Regions from separate parts of the Oryctolagus cuniculus genome. Here regions 1 and 3 are each linked to region 2. The links are chromatin contacts, called in public Hi-C maps. All regions are on one chromosome and are shown on one strand. The core of a region is the stretch at or near the end of the contact, and the rest is flanking DNA. Distances in the headings are between cores, read along the strand shown.

Region 1 (3,403 bases), core at 456-2,955, 340 kb after region 2:
GGGCAGGAAAGAGGCATGCTTTCAGAGTGGAGAGGTGGTGAGGGCGATGGCTGTCCCTTCCTCCGTACTGGTTGGAGGTTTCGTGAGTAGGAGCTGCTCACCACTCTTCGGCAGTGAGTGGGGAGGTGGGGAGCTAGCCCAGGGGACAGCCTTAATCAAGGAGATTCGACCGGAGGTGAGGGCCCGTCTGCTTCACACCTCCAGATGGGGCACAACCAGCAGGGTCTTTAGATGGGAAAAAGCCCTGTGGGCTAGGATAATGTGGCCCAGGGGCTGCAGGAGCCTGGAACCCTGACTCAAACCAGGACAAAGGAGGTACTGGATACTGACAACCCCACTGCCCAACAGCTCAATGGAAGGGGGACTTGGACTCACTTCATTTACAGATTCTAAAAATGCACGGTATTTCCTAAGGCCCTGAGCATAAGGGCTGAAGTTCTGGCTTGCCACAGCTGGAGATACTAAGTCAGGCCAGCAAAGCTGAGGGGCAGGAGAGGGTCGTGTCCCTGTGAACGGTACAGGACAGGTGGCCAGAGAGCTGCTTTCCCACTCTGCAATTCTGTTGTGAGCCTCATTTCAGGAAGTATTTTTTTGCAGGAGCCTCATCAATGGACAATCTCACTGGGAATTAGGCTGAGCTGTTTTTGTTCCGTGAAGTCTTTCCTAAGCATTGCATTTGATTTAGCTATTGATTCAATGATATTGCATGTGGGTTTGGCAAAGTGGTATATATAAATATATATTTAAAGCAATGATAATTTTCTGAATTTGGGTAGAATCTCTTTTGATTGACTTCCACGTAACTGATGGAACTGAAAGACTCACTCTCCATTCCCTTTGTGAACCAGGTAGTAACAGACACCCAGAGCCCGCTGAGTCCATGGCAGGGCCGCTGGCCACTCTTCATAGCATTAAGCTGATATTACTTCTTTCCTAACCTGCTCATTCCATTTGATTACCTTCCAGTAACCACACATTTTGAGCAAGAAGCACTAAAAGCTGTGACAGACAAGCACACAAAGAAAAAGGGTTGTGATTCCAAGGAAAACAAACATCGTGCTTTGGAGGAACTTCACAAAGGAAAATCTTGGAGACGCGCAGCTGAGTTCGATTTGATGGCTGCAGGTGGAGCCGAGGACGCTCGTTTCACTAAGGTGATCCGAACCGGGTCAGCCCAAGAGGACTCACTGCGTGCACGGTTTGCCAAGACAGGAAACAAGGCAGCACTCGGTCCAGTAACTCCATTTGCAAAGACAAAGCCTCGGCGAATCAAAGGGCCGGGGTGCACACCCACTTCTGTTCTCTTTTGCCATCCGAGGCTGGCACGTGGGTCCTCGGTGGGCGAGATACCCGCGGACGGGGAGGACGCGCGCCCTCTGCTGGTCGCCGGGGAGCGGCGCCGCGGCGTGGGGCACGTGGAGGCCCCACCCATGGTTTCGTTTCACATCAGCTTATTTTTCACTTTGAACGTGCACATTTCGGGCTGAAAACATAAAGCCCACGTGCGGGGTACGCGCCTCTTTGTGAAAACGTTAAGTGAGAAACCCGAGGGAGGCCGTGAAACCCAGCCCGCCCACCCCCACCACCGGGCTGCCTTTCCGTTACGCTCCGGAGTATTTTAAAAACAAGTGCCGATGGAAAGGCGCTCGCTTTCCCGCAGCGCGGCTGCCATATTCCCAGTGACTGTGACAGAAAAGCGACACAGACGACGGAAAGCTCGGGTCTAGCCGTGAGCGAAGGCCCCACGGTGTGCCACAGAGCTTTCCTCTGACCCATCGAGGGCCGTGGGTGGCGGAACCGGCATCGGGAGGCGGGCGCCAGGCCCGGTGCCGCAGCGGCCCCGGCACCATGGCGCCCGGCGCCTCCCAGCTCTGCCGCAGCGTCGCCATCAACAATGCAGGGCGCTGCGGCACAGGAAGCGCCCGCTCGCTTCCGGCAGGGCGCGCGGCGCCGGGACCCGCGAGGCTGGGACGTGGGCGCGTCGCGCCACCCAGCGTCCGCCGGGCGTCAGTGCAGGCCGGAGCGCCGCCGATGCGGGCAAGGATGGCGACCCCTTCCAGAGGAGGCTCAGAGAAAAGCGAATGGCGCGTTTATTCTTGCCTGCCAGAGTAATCGTTTGCAGGCTTGAAACTCGCAGTTTCCATCTCCTAGAGTGAATCAGCGGCTCAGCATGCGTCTGCTCCGTGTCAGTCATTTTTGTGGGTGCCAGGGCTAGGAAGATGGGTGTCAGTCCAACCCTCACGTGACCCAGTCTAGGAAGAGAAATCCGAAGACGCACGTGCCCAGTTAAACTAGAATCGCAGGTTACCAAGGAGCCGTTTTTTAGTATCAGTGTGGTCCGGGCCACGTATTCAGGCATTCTGGGGTGACGGTGGTCATTTTTGTCAGCTAAATCCCGCATCCCTACATTTAAACGCAAGATTGCAAAATACAGGTTTTACCGGGGTCAGGATTAGGGCCCCAACTGCTTGAGGGACTTTGCTCTGGGTGCTGACGAGGCCCTCCCAGGAGCGGACAGGGCTGTCTTGGTGAGAGGGCTGACCCAGAGGCGAGAGAGGCTGGCCGCTGTGCTGCTGGAGCTCGCGGTGCGCGCGTGCGCAGGCTGCACCCTCCAGGCCTTCTGCTGTGCTGCGTGGGGGGCTGGACTTTTGCCATATGCCCGAGGGAGGAGGGGTGGAGAGAAGTTTTGAGGAAGAGAGTGGCAAGGACAACCACGTGGGCTGGAGCTGTGGCATAGCAGGTAAAGCCACTGCCTGCGACACTGGCATCCCATATGGGTGCCGGTTCAAGTCCCGGCTGCTCCACTTCGAGCCAGCTCCCTGCTAATGCACTTGAGAAAGCAGCAGCAGATGGCCCAAGTCCTTGGGCCCCTGCACCCACGTGGGAGACCTGGAAGAGGCTCCTGGCTCCTGGCTTCAGCCTGGCCCAGCCCAGGTGTTGCGGCCATTTGGGGAGTGAACCAGCAGATGGAAGCTCTGTCTCCCTCTCTCTGAAGCTCTGACTTTCAGATAAAGAAGGTGACTCAAGTACAGGACAAGTGCAGTGGTTGCCCTCTGCCAGGGGGCCTCCTGGTCTACCTGGGCTGGGACTCAGTGAGTCACACTGGTTCACACGTGCAAGCAGGTCGGCTGAGTGCGGCCGCCCGCCTTGTGCTTGCCCCTCTTGCCCTGGAAGGTTCGCTGCACCTGCACTCGGAAACACGTGGACTCTCTTTGCTCTCCTTGGCTGCTTCTGTGGCTATCCCTGGGGACTGCCTCTCACTAACTGAGCTCCCTTCCCCCCTCCGTGGTCTCCCTGTGAAACAGACTCACAGGGTCAAGTGATGAAGGGAACTGCATCCCTCTGTGGCATTTTCCTTGGGTCACACAGCCTGGCTTTTCTTCTGCCCTTGGAACTGAGGGTA
Region 2 (3,001 bases), core at 206-2,705:
GGTCTCCCATGGGGTGCAGGGCCCAGGCACTTGGGCCATCCTCCACTGCACTCCCAGGCCACAGCAGAGAACTGGCCTGGAAGAGGGGCAACCGGGACAGAATCCGGCGCCCCGACCGGGACTAGAACCTAGGGTGCCGGCGCCGCAAGGCGGAGGATTAGCCTATTGAGCCGCGGTGCCGGCCGTTTGGTAAGATTTCTTAATTTTTCTTTTAACTGAGGCGTACTCATTGAACATATTTATGGAGCACAGTGGGCCACTGTAACACGTGTATACAGTCTGTGCCGAGCAATCGGGGTAATTAGCACTTCCATCTCATCATGTCTTCATGTTCGGAGCCTTGGAGTGCCTGTCTTCTAGCTCTTCACTGGGGATGTTAGGGGCTGGTGTGTTGCTCTGCGGTGCTAAAGAACTAGAACCGACTCCTCCCCTCTGTCCATGTTTTGGCGTCCACACTCTCGCTCCCTCCCCTCCCCGCCCTGCAAGACATTCTTTGTTATCTCAATGTGACTCAAACATCTGATCTAAAGTTGCTGGTTTAGAATGGCTCTTTTTATTATTATTATTATTATTATTATTATTTGACAGATAGAGTTAGTGACGGAGAGAGAGAGAAAGGTCTTCCTTCCATTGATTCACCCCCCAAATGGCCGCTACAGTCGGAGCTATGCTAATCCGAAGCCAGGAGCCAGGTGCTTCTTCCTGCTCTCCCACATGGGTGCAGGGCCCAAGTCCTTGGGCCATCCTCCACTGCCTTCCTGGGCCACAGCAGAGAGCTCGACTGGAAGAGGAGCTGCCGGGACTAGAACTGGTGCCCACATGGGATGCCGGTGCCGCAGGCGGAGGATTAGCCAAGTGAGCCACAGTGCCGGCCCCTAGGATGGCTCTTATGTTTTGAAATATATAGCAGCTCTCCCTGTGCCTTTGATTTGAAGATGGATCACAAGAGCCAGTCCCCAACCCAAGGCTTACGGGCCCCAAGGGCCCTGATGGAGCCAGGAAGGGGCATGTGCCAACCTGGGTAAGCCTCAATCTGCTTGGCTGGGGAGCCTTTCCATCATGAATGTTGGATTCTTTCTAAACTTGGTCTCATCTCACTTCCATGGAGCACAGCTGTACAATGTTCACCAAGTGTTTGCGTGGGGTGCTAAGCCAGGACTACTTCTTTATCACAACAGAAAAGAACCCGGAAGGGGTCACAGCTCGGCTCTCTGTTTAAAAACCTCTATTGTGTTCTACAGGGCCACTGCTTCCCGGTGGTGAAAGCAGGGAATCGGACGGAGGCTCTCACAGACTAGCAAAACGGGCTCCAGTGAAATCGCGTCCTAACACGGGACCCTGAGCCCTCACGGCAGCTGCACCTGCAGCCTCCGCCTGTGGGCACAGCTGCACTGTGAAACACAAAAGCCAGGCCCTGCGGCCTGCAGTTTCTGCCTCTAGACGGGGGAGGGCGTGGGAGGACACAGACTAGGAGGTGGGGCGGCTAGGCGGGGGAGAGCGGGGGAGGGGAGCCCCGCCATCTGCTGCTGTGTGCCGGCTTTGTTTCCCCATCACCGTTTTCCCTTCTCTGTTATTCCCCTTGACTTCAGGATGCTGGGTTCCCTTCACAAGCCTCGTTTTTCTTTCCCATCACCTTGAACAAGGGCATGTAGGTGGCGCACAGGGTGAGGAACTCCACGGGCAAAAGGAAAAACATGAAGGCAAAAAGACCTCCGTGGGGTCCTCTTCTGGGAGGACAGTGTCGGGTACTCAAAGGCTTCTGCGGGCACCAAAAGCCCTGCCTGCAGATCACAAGACAGAGGCTGCGATGCAGGGGAAAATGTTTCTGCAAAAGTTCAATCTGATGACACTGTAGAGCCTTGCCAGGCCCGCGAAGGGCGGAAGTCATGTACTTGACTTTGACGGGGGCTGACTTCCCAGGCAGGTCCATGTTCAGCGTGGAGAAGCCGGGGGAGCCGTGCGAGCCGTGTGTGCGAGGCCTCCCTGCTACTCCTACCTCTCAGAATTCAGCAGGAGGGTTCACATCGCTAAAGCAACCTTGGCATTTAGGGAATACTGTGTAAACGGGGAGGGGAGGAGTGGCGTATTTCAGACTCGTGAGTTAACAGATTCCGACAAGACGGAATTCATCTGAGACTCAAACTAACAACAAGGAGCGGGAAGTCAGGAGAACAAAGCCAGGCTCCCTCCGCCTCCTCCTCCCGAACCTCCCCTAGACTGCCGTGCTTCCTCCCCCTCTCACGGGGACCTGGGCTGCCCCAGACTGCACCTGACCCTGTCCTCAGGATGCCCAGTCCCCAGCCCACCCTGGGCCCTGCCGCCGGCTAGCTGGGAGCACTCTGGGGAGTTGGGCAGGTCCCTGACCTGGGCCCCTCTGCTCCTCCGATGTTGCATGGTGACATCCCCTCGACAGCTGTTGTGAAGAATAAATGAGAACACTTGTAGCTCAGCGTGCGGCTGCAGCAGCGGGAACCTTCACAAGTGGCGGCTGCTCGCTGTTTTTACACAGAGAGCTCCTGGGTGCCAGGTAGTGTTCCTTTTGGCCTGGGTGCTGGCTGTTCAGGCGAGCTTAGTTTATAAAAATCCAGCAAAATGGGATACTTAAAAACCAAACTGTGATCAGATCTATGTATCATGGCATTGCTCCTCTCAACCCCCTCTAAGTGGACATCAGAGTGGCAGTAAGTACATACGCTAAGTGCACGAGTACCACGACACATGGCTTTTGCTACGTGCGCTCTCCACATGCATTTCGCTAAAAAGTTAAACAACAGCCACAGCTCCGTTAGTGATGACAATGATAATAAAGCTGAAAGGCCTGGCTCAAGTCCTTCCACCAGCTGGCATGTCCCGCTATCAGTTTGCTGGGACAGTGGAGGAGAGGTGGCACAACCAGACTTGGTGACACAGGACAGCCCTCTGTGGCATCCAGCAGCCCCTAGGTAGCATTCAACCACCAGGGGTGCTCACAAGGACTCGGGGGGGACCCAGCGTGCTGGTG
Region 3 (3,111 bases), core at 129-2,628, 290 kb after region 2:
CCTCAGCTGCCACCCCTCCCCGTGCCCCCGCTCGGCTGTTCCAGCCTCTACTCGCTGCCCTCACGGAGAGCTGTTTAAGCCCCAGTCTTCATCAAGAATCCCTTTTGCAGTTGACACCAGTGCTTTGGGCTCTGTCTTTGAAGAATTTCCCTGCGACTTGGAATCAGAGCCATGATCTCAACACTGAATAAGACCTTCTTTCTGTACCAGCTTCTGCATATCTGAAGACACAGCATCATCGGGGAGGGTCTACTTCAGATGGCCAGTACAGGACAGACATGCCATTGCAGCAAACAGTAAAGAAATACTGCAGAGCGCTTGCCTCGGAGTGCAGTGGCCACTGGCTTTAATGTCAGCCCAGGCTTTTATATGGCCTTTGGGATTGGTTTGTGTTGAAAGCAATTTCCTGAGTCAGGACTAAATATGGCACAGCGGAAGAACAGGACCCAGCAGGCAGAGCTCGGGTTCATTAACGAAGGCCTTCCATTAGAGATCTCGCTCGGTAGCAGCATCCTTAGAAAGCTCAACGTGCAGAGAGGCCGCGATTGCTCACGGCCTTATCAGCTCTGTTGTCTTATTTTATTTCTGAGCTGTTTTATATTCTGGGCGTAGGACCAGCGGCGAAAGTGGCAGTGGCCCAGCTGCAGGCGTGGGCGTGTCCGTGTTCAAGCCTTGGCTTTTATTCCAGTCCCTCTTGTTGTGCGTTCCTGAAATTGCTTCGTGGGTCACTTGAGAAGAAGGGATACAGTCGCAGAGGGGTAGGCACAGGAATGAGGTACAAAGGTCATAAATTATGCAGCATTTAAACAACGTTCTAAGCAATTGGAAGGACCATCGATGGATGATTTGCTTTCTCCTCCTTGTATGCCCCCGTGTAATGCAAAGCCCCGTCCTTGCACGCGGCCCGCACTGTACCTGGCCTGGGTGTGATTTCCTTCCACCCAAGCCTGCAGTGAAGAAGGGCGGCGGTCAGTTCTCCCTCGCGCTTCTGCAGAGGTGAGGTTTGCTTGTAATGAACAGCGACCTCTAGTGTATGAATCAGGATTTGCAGTTGGTGAAGAGCACAGAAGGAAAACTGCAGAGGTGGGAATTCTGTTCATTTCCCAAGAACAAAGGGGAGAGAGCCATTCCTCTTTGTTTTCGCTGGAAGAGAAGCTCAGCGTGGATGGCCCAAGATTTCCTGTCCTGTGCGCCACGGCCTCCCGTCAATGCTGCAGATATTATTCAAAACGTTCCCTTTCTTTTTTTTCCCTCCAGCTGACTTCATGCAAACCAGCCCCTGAGATTGGTTTTAGAAAAGACTTCTTGCTTGCTTTGGGGTGTTAAACCGGGAAGTTCCCCCAGATAGATCAACTACTCTTACTGCAGGGTGTGTGTGCCCGTGGCTATGTGAGGATGTGAGGATGCGAGAGGGGCACAGCCCACCCTGGGGGGCTTGGAGAAGGCCAGGGATTCCTGCGGCTCCTGAGAGGGGTCAGCTCCTCACTTCTGCAGGGGCTGCCTGCCTCCGAAGACTTCCTCCCCGGGACCCTGGTTCTCAGAGCAGTCATCAGCTCCAGAAAGTTCCGGACCATCTCTGTTTGCTTTCTGCCTTCAGTCCCTCCCACTCTGCTGGAGCCAGACTCCGAGCCTCAGGGGTGACGTGCAGGCCAAGTGAGCTCAGGCTGCTGGTGTTCGTTTCCAGAGAAGAGTGGGGCGAAAGGGTAACCCCTCTGCTCCATCACGAGCCAGAAGGAGATTCTTAGGAGAAAGGCTAAACTCACAGTTCCTGGCCCTTGACTTTGCTGTTTTGTGATGGGAATAGGGACTCGGGGATTGGGGAATGAGGGAATACATTTTCCTGTAACTTCAACCACGTTAGGGCAATGGAGTCACGGTGCATATTGGCTGTGTTAAAGGGTTCGGCTCGCTGCCGCCCTTAGGAGTGCTGCGTGTTTTGCTGCTGTCTTTCAGGCTGTGGGCACACAGTTGTGCTTGGGGCTTTCCCGATTTCCTCTGTGCTGCCTCCTCCCTACACTATTAGATCAAGGCCTTCACAGTCAGGGCCTGCCCCTCTTGCTCCATCAGTGAACAAAAGTACAGAGACAGTCTCAAAGAATTTTGAAAAGCTGCTTTCAGAAACAAACATATTACATGTGAATGCCTTTTGTCCAGTTTCTATTAGATTTGTCCTGGTTTCTCTTGGCAATAATCGTGGTCCTAACAAAGATTCTCTCCTGGGCCAAACTCTCTCCAGGCCCCTCTGAACCCTCTTGTATAGGCTTCAACCTTGACCTATGAAGACTTGAACAAATAACACGGTTTCCAACAGCTCAGGGATGGGGAAAGGGCAAGGATACTTAGGACAAGGTGGTGGACAGATGTGGGAATGCAGCCAACAATAAATAAATGCTCATGACTTGCCTTGAAATGACAGTGCCACTGGCTTTTATGTCAACTCTGGCATCTATGTCACCTTTAGAACTGGTCTGTGTTGCATCTCTCAGATGACCCTTAGCCCCTGCTGAAATTCCTTGTCGAGAATGTTCTAGGCTACTACCAAAATAATTTTCTGTTTGTTGCTGTCAACACCTGAAGACAGGACCCCTGTGGGTCTCTGTGGTTAGGTAGGCTTCATGTAGATCAGCTCTTTCCTGCTTTTTGTCATTTGTCACTTGCCTAGGGCTGGCATTGTAGGGTGCTAGTTTTACTAACATGCCATATGAGTGCTGATTTGAGGCCCAGCTGCTCTACTTCTGAATGAGCTTCCTGCCACTGCACCTGGGAAAGCAGTGGAAGATGGCCCATGTATCTAGCTCCCTGCCATCCATGTGGGACACCCAAGTGGAGTTCCAGGATCATGGCTTCAGCCTGGCCTGGCCCTAGCTGTAGTGGGCATTTGGGGAGTGAATCAGGAAATGGAAGATCTCTCTCTCTCTCTCATTCTCTTTCTCTCTTGGTCTCTCCCTCTCTTTATAACTATTCCTTTCACACACATGACATAAATCTTAAAAGGTTTTTTTTTTTTTTTCAATTTCCTGACCCTCCTGAGCTTCTGCTCATTTCCCCCTTCTACTCCCTCATTCTGCATTTAAAATTCCCAGTCACCTGTAGAAATCGAGTTTGATTCCA

Evidence for each region. Hi-C and Micro-C count contacts between places; a contact is called where the count stands out from the background.
Region 1: a Hi-C map of psoas muscle shows a contact between it and region 2, with 3 times the contacts expected there. The contact joins two enhancer-like sites. A contact is called at or near these places in 5 of 6 Hi-C or Micro-C datasets (ear pinna, embryonic fibroblasts, psoas muscle and 2 more).
Region 3: a contact with region 2 is called in a Hi-C map of an unstated tissue, with 10 times the contacts expected there. The contact joins two enhancer-like sites. A contact is called at or near these places in 4 of 6 Hi-C or Micro-C datasets (ear pinna, psoas muscle, skin fibroblasts and 1 more).

The regions. Positions count from the first base shown.
Region 1 is chr5:59,540,598-59,544,000 of mOryCun1.1, reverse strand. No RefSeq gene overlaps it. Among named protein-coding and RNA genes, the nearest start is that of CCN6, 7.2 kb to the right of the region's middle. Within about 2 kb of position 1,705, at least 3 of the 8 cell types and tissues checked have an H3K27ac peak or open chromatin away from gene starts, as enhancers often do.
Region 2 is chr5:59,882,000-59,885,000 of mOryCun1.1, reverse strand. All of the region lies in intron 5 of FYN (FYN proto-oncogene, Src family tyrosine kinase), which reads right to left. Among named protein-coding and RNA genes, the nearest start is that of TRAF3IP2, 100 kb to the left of the region's middle. Within about 2 kb of position 1,455, at least 2 of the 8 cell types and tissues checked have an H3K27ac peak or open chromatin away from gene starts, as enhancers often do.
Region 3 is chr5:59,588,743-59,591,853 of mOryCun1.1, reverse strand. No RefSeq gene overlaps it. Among named protein-coding and RNA genes, the nearest start is that of CCN6, 55 kb to the right of the region's middle. Within about 2 kb of position 1,378, at least 2 of the 8 cell types and tissues checked have an H3K27ac peak or open chromatin away from gene starts, as enhancers often do.